3 separate regions of the Sus scrofa genome follow, and all the other regions are linked to region 2. A link is a contact called in public Hi-C data. All regions are on one chromosome and are shown on one strand. Each heading gives the region's core, a stretch centred on a gene start, on an enhancer-like site or on the middle of the called end of the contact. The rest is flanking DNA. Distances are from core to core; before and after follow the strand shown.

Region 1 (2,929 bases), core at 6-2,505, 130 kb after region 2:
CTTTGGTGGACCACAGATTTATTTTCCCAATGTTTATATCCATGCATCCATTTTTAAATGGAAACATCTGAGTTTTCAGTGGCTATGAGCCAATCTTGAGTGAGGAAGTACTATTTATACAACACATGGTACCATATCTGGGTGTGGCCAAAATAATTGCATGTCCATATGCATCTCAAGTTTCTGCCACATTGAGAGATTAATAGTAGAGTTCATCACTTCTCAGAATGTCTTTGGGCTTACTCTCACTCTGTTGTAGAGGAAAGGTGATTTTAATTTGGTTTTCCTGTAAAGAACCTATTGTTTCTTCTTCCTAAATTATCAACTTCACCTTCAAACATTGTAAACAATGCCGACATGAGTTAATTTCCAGATATTTATACTACCTTTGGCAGGGCAGTCCCTTTCACTTCAGTGCCAATACATAAGTCTTTGGCCTTTTATAAAGGTAGCATGTTTTTCTTTGAAGTAGAGTTGCCCTAGCTATGTCAGAAAAACATGTGTTTCCATTCTTCCACCTGAGAGATATATGTCCTCACGGAAGAGGGTCCCAGAGTGAGTCAGTCAAGCTGTTGTTACTTTTTGGTGATGGTGATGATTTTTTGGGGGGTGGGGAGGGGGGTACCCCTGTCTGTATAGCAGATGAATTAACTCTTTACAGATATTGATACATTTCTTTGCCAGAGTGACAACACTGGCTTGAGTTGTGAGGTTTACATCTATGGCTGGAAAATCATGTCGCTCCCATAAACAAACCATATGAAAAGATGAAAAAATAACATAAATGTTAGCAACTTTCCAACAGGTTCATGGAGTTGTCGCTTTAAATATTAGGAAAACATACTTAAACTGGAATATATTATACCCAGTGAAAATTAAGTGAGTATCGCATGCTTTCTTGGAGGATGCCAATGATATTTCTAAATATCCTAAAAAGAAAGAAAGAAAGAAAGAAAGAAAAAGAAACTTCCCTGTCCCACCCCCACCTTCCTTTGAATGGGCAGTGTCACTTGGGCCAGGCAATTTAGGTCTTAGTACTTTTATCAGCATGAGAGGTCCCAGCCTAAAGCAGGGAACTTGGTTTTTTTCCTTTTATTTGTTTTCTTTTCAAGATATCGACGATACAGCCCTATCAATGTACAGTTTAGTGAGATGGATGGCACTTCCCTGGCTGGCAATTCAGGGGAGTCTGACCCTGCTTGTTTACATGAACACGTTTTAGAACCGCCAGCCAGCTTCCAGCCGCGCTGCCCGCTGCCCAGCACTGAGGGGAAAAGCCATCAGCAGGCCGACAGGTCCATGATAAACTCACCCCCATTTGGCAAGCAAGGAAGCAGGATGATAAGGGCTCTGATTTATGTTTTATCTGTCACTAAGTTTTCAGTCAAGTCGGGCAACCAGCCTGAACTGACTGGGTTCTGTTATCACCTCAGATGCCACAGATTTCTTAAATGAGGCAGAGTCTTGGGCGGCTTTTAAAAAGAATTTTGTTTCACCTCTTTGGAGAAGCTTAGCGTTGCTGCATTTAAACACCCCTATCTGCCTCCCTAAACTTTGAAGCTATAAACTAGCCTGGGGGGTGAGGGTGGGGCTCTTTTGCAGGACTAATTCTTAACTGCCTAGATCACCTACGTGTAACTAAGGCACTCTTGGAAGCACAAAACCAGTCTCCATTATGCCTGAGGTTTAAAAAAAAAAAAAAAAAGTGTTAATAAGAAGATTGCATGTACCTTTCTGTTCCAATTTACCTAAAAAGAAAAATTTCTACTGATACTGCGAGTTCAGATCCTGAATAAAATATAGGTTGGCTTCAGAGAATGAAAATTAACTCAAAGAAGATAATCGATCTTCAAGGAGAAAACGTGTCAGTGGATACAATTAGGAAGCAAAAATCTCCTGTTCCTTTGTGATGGATGCTGCAGGATGGCTATGGGGGTCAATGGGAGATTAGCCTACATAAAAGCGCTAGAGGGTCCTTATCTAGTGACTAACACAGTCAGTAAATGAAAGCCCTCCTTACCCTTCCCCAACCTATTTCCAGTTGTTTTCCCCCAAGTTTAAATTGGCTTGTCGTTTTACAAGGATGGATGGGTATTATTTTTAAGCTTTTATTTTACAATGGAAGAATGTGGGTGTTTCAGAGTGAAATTTTCCCATGGAGAAGGGGATAGCAATGAATTATAAACAATGTGAACCCTCCCAAGCTTTTTACACACACACATACATAACATAGACACACAAATATATGTGTATCTCTCTCTCTATATATATATATATAGATACACAGACACACACGCATATGTGCTTATGCTCTAATATCTTCTCTACCAGTGGTGTTTTCTTTCCAAACATCATAGAAAGAGAAGTGGGGGTGGGAAGCCATTGGAAACTGTCTTCTACAATGGTAGTCTCTCTCCTGTATTCTCAATTGTTTAATCTCTTCGGTACTTGACATGGACTCAGAGAAACCCTTGACATATTGTCCCTGAGGAATATCCTTCAGTGACACCTCTGCCCCTTTCTTCCTCCAGGATAAACTCCAAACTTCTTAGCCTGAAAACTACTGTTTCCCTATCTGGTTACCTGAGGTCCCCTCCATAGTCCATGCTTTGACCCTTTATTAATTTTACCTTCTCTAGGAGATCAAGGATTTTTAAAATGAACCATGTTGATCACTGCTGTTTCCCCCAACACCTATAACTATTCCTAGAACACCCTTAGTAAGTGACCAATAACTATTTGTTTTCCTTAGTCTAGAAAAATTCTCCTTTCTTCCTCAGACTGAATTTTACTTGTATTTCAACTTTTGGGTGACTTGAGGGAAGTGTTCTATCTCCCCGTCTGGATCCAGGAAACACACCACTTTCATGCCTCTTAGAGCACCCACTGAACCCCTTCAGCATTTTATACACTGCATTTTTTTTCAAAA
Region 2 (3,294 bases), core at 311-2,810:
ACCCCGCGTGCGTCTTTCAGGCCCTGGCGCACAATAGATCATAGTTAAAAGTCTGTTAACAGACCTCTGACGGCTGAGCCGGGTAGCTTGTGGTTTCCTTCGAAGCCTATTGGCATAATGTGCGTTTATGTGTGAGGTGCAAATTGGCAGTTGCCTTCTATTGGTGCCCTTGGCAGAACAGAAACCATACAGTAGGGCTACCAGCAGGAAGTGCATTGCTTTGAAATTACCCAGCAGGGTTTCTACTTGCTGCTCTTGCTGCTTCTGAGACAGAGGCCTTCCATCGTCTGGCCATGATTAAAATCAAAGTGGAGGCTTCTTTGCTGGGTGCCAGTAAACTTAGGTGAAAAACAGAAACAATCTGGAGTTTTAATTATTTTAAAATGCAATGTAGGCAAGAAACCAAGATGAAAGCATTTTTGACTAATCTATCCCAATTATTTCACATAAACGGATTTGCTAAAAAAGAGACCCATAGAGAGATTGCCTTTACCAGAAACTTCATAACATATCTCACATCCATAAAATATATCTGTGCCACGTATGCCGTTTTCATGAAACTCACAGAGAAAAGTGTCCAAACATTATACTTTGAGGTGAATAGGGAAAACCAGATGTGCATTTACCTTATGCCAAACACAAGATGCTACATTTATATGAAAAAAGCCTTCAAAGCATAGAATAGAATTTATTGGTTAGTTACTACCTTAAAATAATCCATCCGTAAGGGAGCTTCTCTGTGTTATAATTAAGGTTGGTGTAATTCCATAGTAGGCTGGGCAGATAATTCCCATTATGCTTGTAGTTTCCAAAGCTGGCAGCTTCTGGATTTCCTCTTTTCAGTTTCATTTTTTTCCATGCAGGGTACAAAAGCATGAGTCATGAGTTCAGAGTTTGCTGTCTCTAATAATCCACTGGGAGAAAATTTAACTTGATTTGGAACAAAACGTATGGAAGGCAAACTGCTGTTACATTGAACAAGTCAGCTTTCAAATGAATGGTGGTTGGAATCAAGAATTAACATGCAGGTTCTTTGGAGAAACACCCCCCCCCCCCCAAGTACTGGGAGTTCATGCTTTCAGTTAGCAAATGTTTACCAAGTGCCTGCTATGTGGTAAGCACTGTGATTAGAACTAGGGACCAGACTCTCAAAGAGAAGCCAGAGAATTAAATAGTTATTTACACCTGTCACTCTGGACTCGGACTGTCATGCTAAGGACGTATAATGTGCCAGGTAGTACCTAGTGGGGACCCCTAGCCCACAGGTGGGATTTGACCACAAAGAGGGTGTGAATGTTACATTTCTATCATGATGGTCACATATTTTTAAAGACATATATAGTATGACTGGGTATATTTATACAGCAGAAATTGTCTCAATGCTGTGAATCAACTATACCCTAATAAAAAATAAATTAAAAAAGACATATAAGAAGAGGAAAAATATATCATTTTGATTGCAAGGTTAGAAATGGCTTAGGAAAATTGGATATGCAGGTCCATTCTCATCCTTTGAAAGTTTTCTTCTTCTAACCCTAATTTATTGTGAAACTTCAAATCATTTGGTTACAGCCAAGAGCAGGTTGACACTGCTCGAGATCAAAGTGCTTGAGCTACCGCATATGCTCAGGCAAGGAAGAAATCTAGATGTCAACCTTCTTCCACTTGAAATTCATATTAGAAAGAGAGAAATCATAATAACAGTTTCATTAAGGAACATTGACGAGTATCTTTTGTACCTATCTAAATTCGGAACCTGGCAGTTATTGGTTTCATCTGATAGACAGAAGCACAGAAGACTCAGCCTGTCCCTGGCCTTGAGGAATGAACACAGAATTTGCCGGCTGTACATGAAAGTCTGCTTACAAAAACTAGCTCCCACTGGTGGAAATACCTTTCTGTTCAGTACACGAAGTTGATGGAAGCTTTTGTCTTTCTCAAATTCTCCTCCTGATCAGATTTTATTTTTGCTCCAAGACAACCTTTAATTGAATAAACATAGTCATTTCGTTCAGAAAGAATTTCCATGACATGTGTTGAATAAAATGTACATGTTCTGTATCCATCCCAGCAGCACCACCTATTGTTATGTTGTAGCCTTTGTACTAAACTTTCAGGCATCTAATTTGTTTATTCCCCAATATCCCGCTTTGGCTTCTGATATACTACACATTTTACAGGGTATAAAGGTTGAGCATGAAGACTGTGGTGATATTTCTCAAGTGATAAACCAGTTCTGTAAATAAAATGCATTTTTGTGGCACTTCAGACTTTCATTTGAATTGGTGAAAGGAAACTGAATGGAGAGGCCGTATGATTATAAAAATATTTAGGAATGGTGGAATAGTGTTTGGTAAATGAGATCCAAGTCTTTAAAGTTACTACTATTATATATTATTTATAAAGTAAAAGTGGCATTTTTTTCCCAATGGGGTTTAAAAACACTGGGAAATAAAAAATATTATTATTTGCATTTACAAGTGAAAACAAATTCAGGAACAGTCAAATGGGACACTATAGAATTTTTCAGCCTTATTCCCAGAAGAGGCAGAGGTAGGATGGGATATTTTACATAGTCTTTATTTGATATTTACAGGCACATATATGAATGTGAGTCATAAACTATGTTTTCTGTAAGCCATGTTGATTTAAACCATGTAAACCATGTAAAGGACTTTATGAGGAAAATAGTAAGTAACATAAGGAGTATTTCCCTATACATTATACTTTTGAAACTTCCCCCCAACTCTCTGGGGGTGAGTGAGGTGGCCTTGAGCCTTTGTCTTCTTTTCCTGTTATGTCCACTCTTTTTGAAATTTTATCTGCTCATAGGTTCAATTACCATCTCTATGCCGATTGCTTCAAAATTTGTATTTATGTCCCTTACATCTCTCCCAACCTCTAGAAAAAGAATGTCTATAAGTGGGAGTTCCACAAAGTATCTGTATCTAAAACACCACAGACTTATCATTCTTCTGACCAAAGCACCACATCTTCCTGCATTCCTCATCCGTGTTAATGCTCTACCATCTGTCTAGTTGCCCAGGTCTCTCCTTCCTGTTCATGATCTTCACTCAATCAGCCATGACAGTGACATTTCTTCAGTATCTCTGAATCCTCCCATATTTAGTTCAGGCCTTATCATCTCTCACCTGGTTCATGACCATAACTCTACTACTTCAAATTGCACTTTCTCTGCTGGCAGACAAGGGGTTCTAAAATTTAGGACTCTTAAGAGCTTCACAAATGGTTTCTCATTGCTTTTAGAGTGCAGTCCAAATTCTTTACACAAAT
Region 3 (2,944 bases), core at 162-2,661, 170 kb after region 2:
ATGGTAGCTAAGATAAGTACAGCTAAAAAATGTCCAGAGTGTTCTTGGGTTTAAAGGGTCACTTCCTTAATAGATTGGGGCTGTGTCAAATCTACTTTAAAATGAGATAGCACATATAAAAATACTTCAAAAAGTTAAAAGCACTATATAAATGCAGGACCTTTCATAGATCGAGGCCCTGTTTTGGAAGCACTTAACCATAATTACAAATGCTGATAAATGAAAAAAATAGGACACCAAAAATGCTTTCATTGCCTTTTTCCCCAGTGCAAGTGCACGCACCGAAGAGGAGAAATCTGTTTCATGAGTTAACTTGGCAAAACCATTTAAATACCAAACATGAAACAAGTATTCAAATCTCATTGAATGCTCCCTCCTTCTTTTAGCCTTGTATGAATGTAAGTTTGTTATAATAATAGTTTTAATTATAGTAGTCTAATGAGTATAATTATAAACACGATTTGTCTTTCCAAAATGATTCACTCTTCCAAAGCGATAAGCTATAATGCTAATAAACTTCTCCTAACTTGTTATTCTCCTCAAAAGGTAGGGATGGTTTTGTTTCCTTCCTCACTTTTATAGGAAAAATAATGTACAAACCTTTACTCTCGGGGTAGCATTAAGAATCAACTTCATCCCCCCAAAATTGCTGCGTCCTTGGGCTGTGCCCTTTAAGCTGTGAGGAAGCCCTAGCTCCCTCTACTGGCTGAATCATTATCACCGTTTCTAAGTTGCGTTGACCCAAGACTGACTGACATTCCTCCCCAGAAACTGAGGTGAAAACCGAGAGCTTTGCCTGCCGTGTGCTGGCCTTTCAGAAGCAGCCGTGAGCCAAACAAACCTGGGAAGTTTCTCACCATCTTTAAAAGAAAAAGAAAAAAGCGATTACCATGAATAAAGAGCCCTCAGTGGAAGAAAGAAATTACTTTTCCTAAAAAAAGAAAAAAAAAAAAAAAAAAGGTACCAAGGCGCCTTTTGAAGATGAAAGTACAGATGGGCAGTGCTCTGTATGTACCATATGACTTCCCTCGGGATAAATAGAGATGAAGCAATTCGTGAAATACAGTCACCTAAACTCTCGTGGCTGCTCATGGATGGATATTAAAAAATCCAGTATTTATCTTCCTGATCAACGGCTCATTAGGGCACTCCTACGTGTCGTCAGTGAGGGCAGCCCTGGAGTGGAGGTATTTTAAGTGGCGTGACACATTTTCTTTAGGTTCAGAGGGTTAAACAGGTAAGTGGTTTCACATGTAGGTCTTTCCTAAAACATGAGGACAAAAATGATGAGCTAGCCACTTTTTTAGAGGTGGAGGAAAAAAAATGGGTTAGAATACACAGTCTCTGGAGACACAGGCCCCCAGTAAGTGGAACCTTGTGACGGTGGAGGCGGAGCCAGGCAGCAGCTGGGTTCTGTCACCCTGACTGGGGCGGCCTTGTTAGTGTAGCGTGACCCCCAGAGGGCTCCCACAGATAATACCGGCACCTCTCCCCACTCTAATCTCCCACCCGTCTGAGCAATTCAACAGGAGATAGGGGCATTAAGGCCATATTATTCCAAACAACATTTAGCTGAATGGTAGCTGAAGATTGTGACAGCCAAAGACAAATTCTCCCGGTCAAATGCTTTCCTTCCCAGAAAAGTTTCCTGTTTTAGGATTTTTAAGGCACAAAAAGGTCATTAAAATGAAACCAAAAAGGAAATCCCACACCACCCTTTGCTGAACCTGGGAAGACTTTTCAATCTCAGACAGAATTTGGGGAGCTTCCTCTGCTACTAGGGGCTATAATAAATTCACCAAATATTCAGACTAAGTCAGTCCTTCATATATGTGCTGATTTTGTTGACATTGTTGCGTATCTCCAGATATGGGCACATAGCCGGTTTTTACAATACATCGCCGAATATCCGGTGGCCAGTAGCTGTTTTTGCTGGAATGGGACAGGGTTATAACAAATCTTGGGTCAAAACTCTGAAGCCAGCGACAAAGTACTGCTTCGTTAACAACTTCCCCTGCGTTTAGACCTTATCGAATGTGTTTTCCCACAGCCCCAGTGAGCAAAAGGAAAAACGTTCTTCAATTCTTAGAGCTGATCTTCAGGGCTACGACTCGACTCTGACATTCTTCCCTATTTCAAAGCGGGAATCTAAGCAAATAGATATTTAATGTACATGAGGAGAATTAAGAGTATCCCCTGTGGTTCCTTTTTCTATTTCTATTGTTTTTCCTTTCAAAATATCAGCACCAGGATTATACTGTGATGTTCTAATAATCCAATTTGGGTTTGAAATTCTGGCAATGAGACTTATGGGAAAAAAAAAAAAATCGGCTATCTCTCCGGTAATCTGCAATGCCTGGTGTTCTCAAATAAGATCAGACAGTGATGGGAGATGATGCTTTCCTGTGACAGGGAGCTGTGTTTTGGGAAAGGCTGATTATTCTTTTCATTTTGTCTGCACCCAGCATGACCTGGCTTATATGCAAATATTTGACTGGAGGCAATAGCCAGGGTCTCTCACACTCCCGAGTTTCACCATAGTTATTAATAATGGATAATGCTAATCATTTAAAAAAATCTCCTTTCCAAAAAATGTGTGCTTTGCACACTTCACAGGAGGTTATCATATCAATAGGAGCTGTTTTCTGTATCATTCTTTTAAACATTCTTTTAACAGACTTTTTAATGATAAGGATGAGCTTTACTCTATTGAACAGCATATTACATAGCTTTGAAATTCATACTTCAGTTGAGAAAAATATATTTCCTGTATGTCAACTCAAATAGATTCATTTTGTGTTGTTTTCTGAGTCAAAGAAAGTAAGCTCATTCTGTGTGTGTGTGTGGGGGGGGTATTGGTGAGTCGTGAAGATGGCTAGTCACTCTTGTACACCATAGTAATTCATTTGTTGAATCTGCCCATAAGTCTTAATAGATTATGAAA

The links. A called contact is a pair of places that touch in the nucleus more often than the background predicts.
Region 1: a Hi-C map of heart right ventricle shows a contact between it and region 2, with 3 times the contacts expected there. The contact joins two enhancer-like sites. A contact is called at or near these places in 3 of 47 Hi-C or Micro-C datasets (embryonic fibroblasts, fetal heart ventricle and heart right ventricle).
Region 3: a contact with region 2 is called in a Hi-C map of heart right ventricle, with 5 times the contacts expected there. The contact joins two enhancer-like sites. A contact is called at or near these places in 5 of 47 Hi-C or Micro-C datasets (embryonic fibroblasts, epiblast stem cells, fetal heart ventricle and 1 more).

The regions. Positions count from the first base shown.
Region 1 is chr14:16,182,772-16,185,700 of Sscrofa11.1, reverse strand. The region is part of intron 1 of LOC102163133 (a long non-coding RNA gene); the gene reads left to right. Among named protein-coding and RNA genes, the nearest start is that of HAND2, 280 kb to the left of the region's middle. Within about 2 kb of position 1,255, at least 3 of the 83 cell types and tissues checked have an H3K27ac peak or open chromatin away from gene starts, as enhancers often do.
Region 2 is chr14:16,317,612-16,320,905 of Sscrofa11.1, reverse strand. No RefSeq gene overlaps it. Among named protein-coding and RNA genes, the nearest start is that of HAND2, 140 kb to the left of the region's middle. Within about 2 kb of position 1,560, at least 3 of the 83 cell types and tissues checked have an H3K27ac peak or open chromatin away from gene starts, as enhancers often do.
Region 3 is chr14:16,144,433-16,147,376 of Sscrofa11.1, reverse strand. No RefSeq gene overlaps it. Among named protein-coding and RNA genes, the nearest start is that of CEP44, 250 kb to the right of the region's middle. Within about 2 kb of position 1,411, at least 10 of the 83 cell types and tissues checked have an H3K27ac peak or open chromatin away from gene starts, as enhancers often do.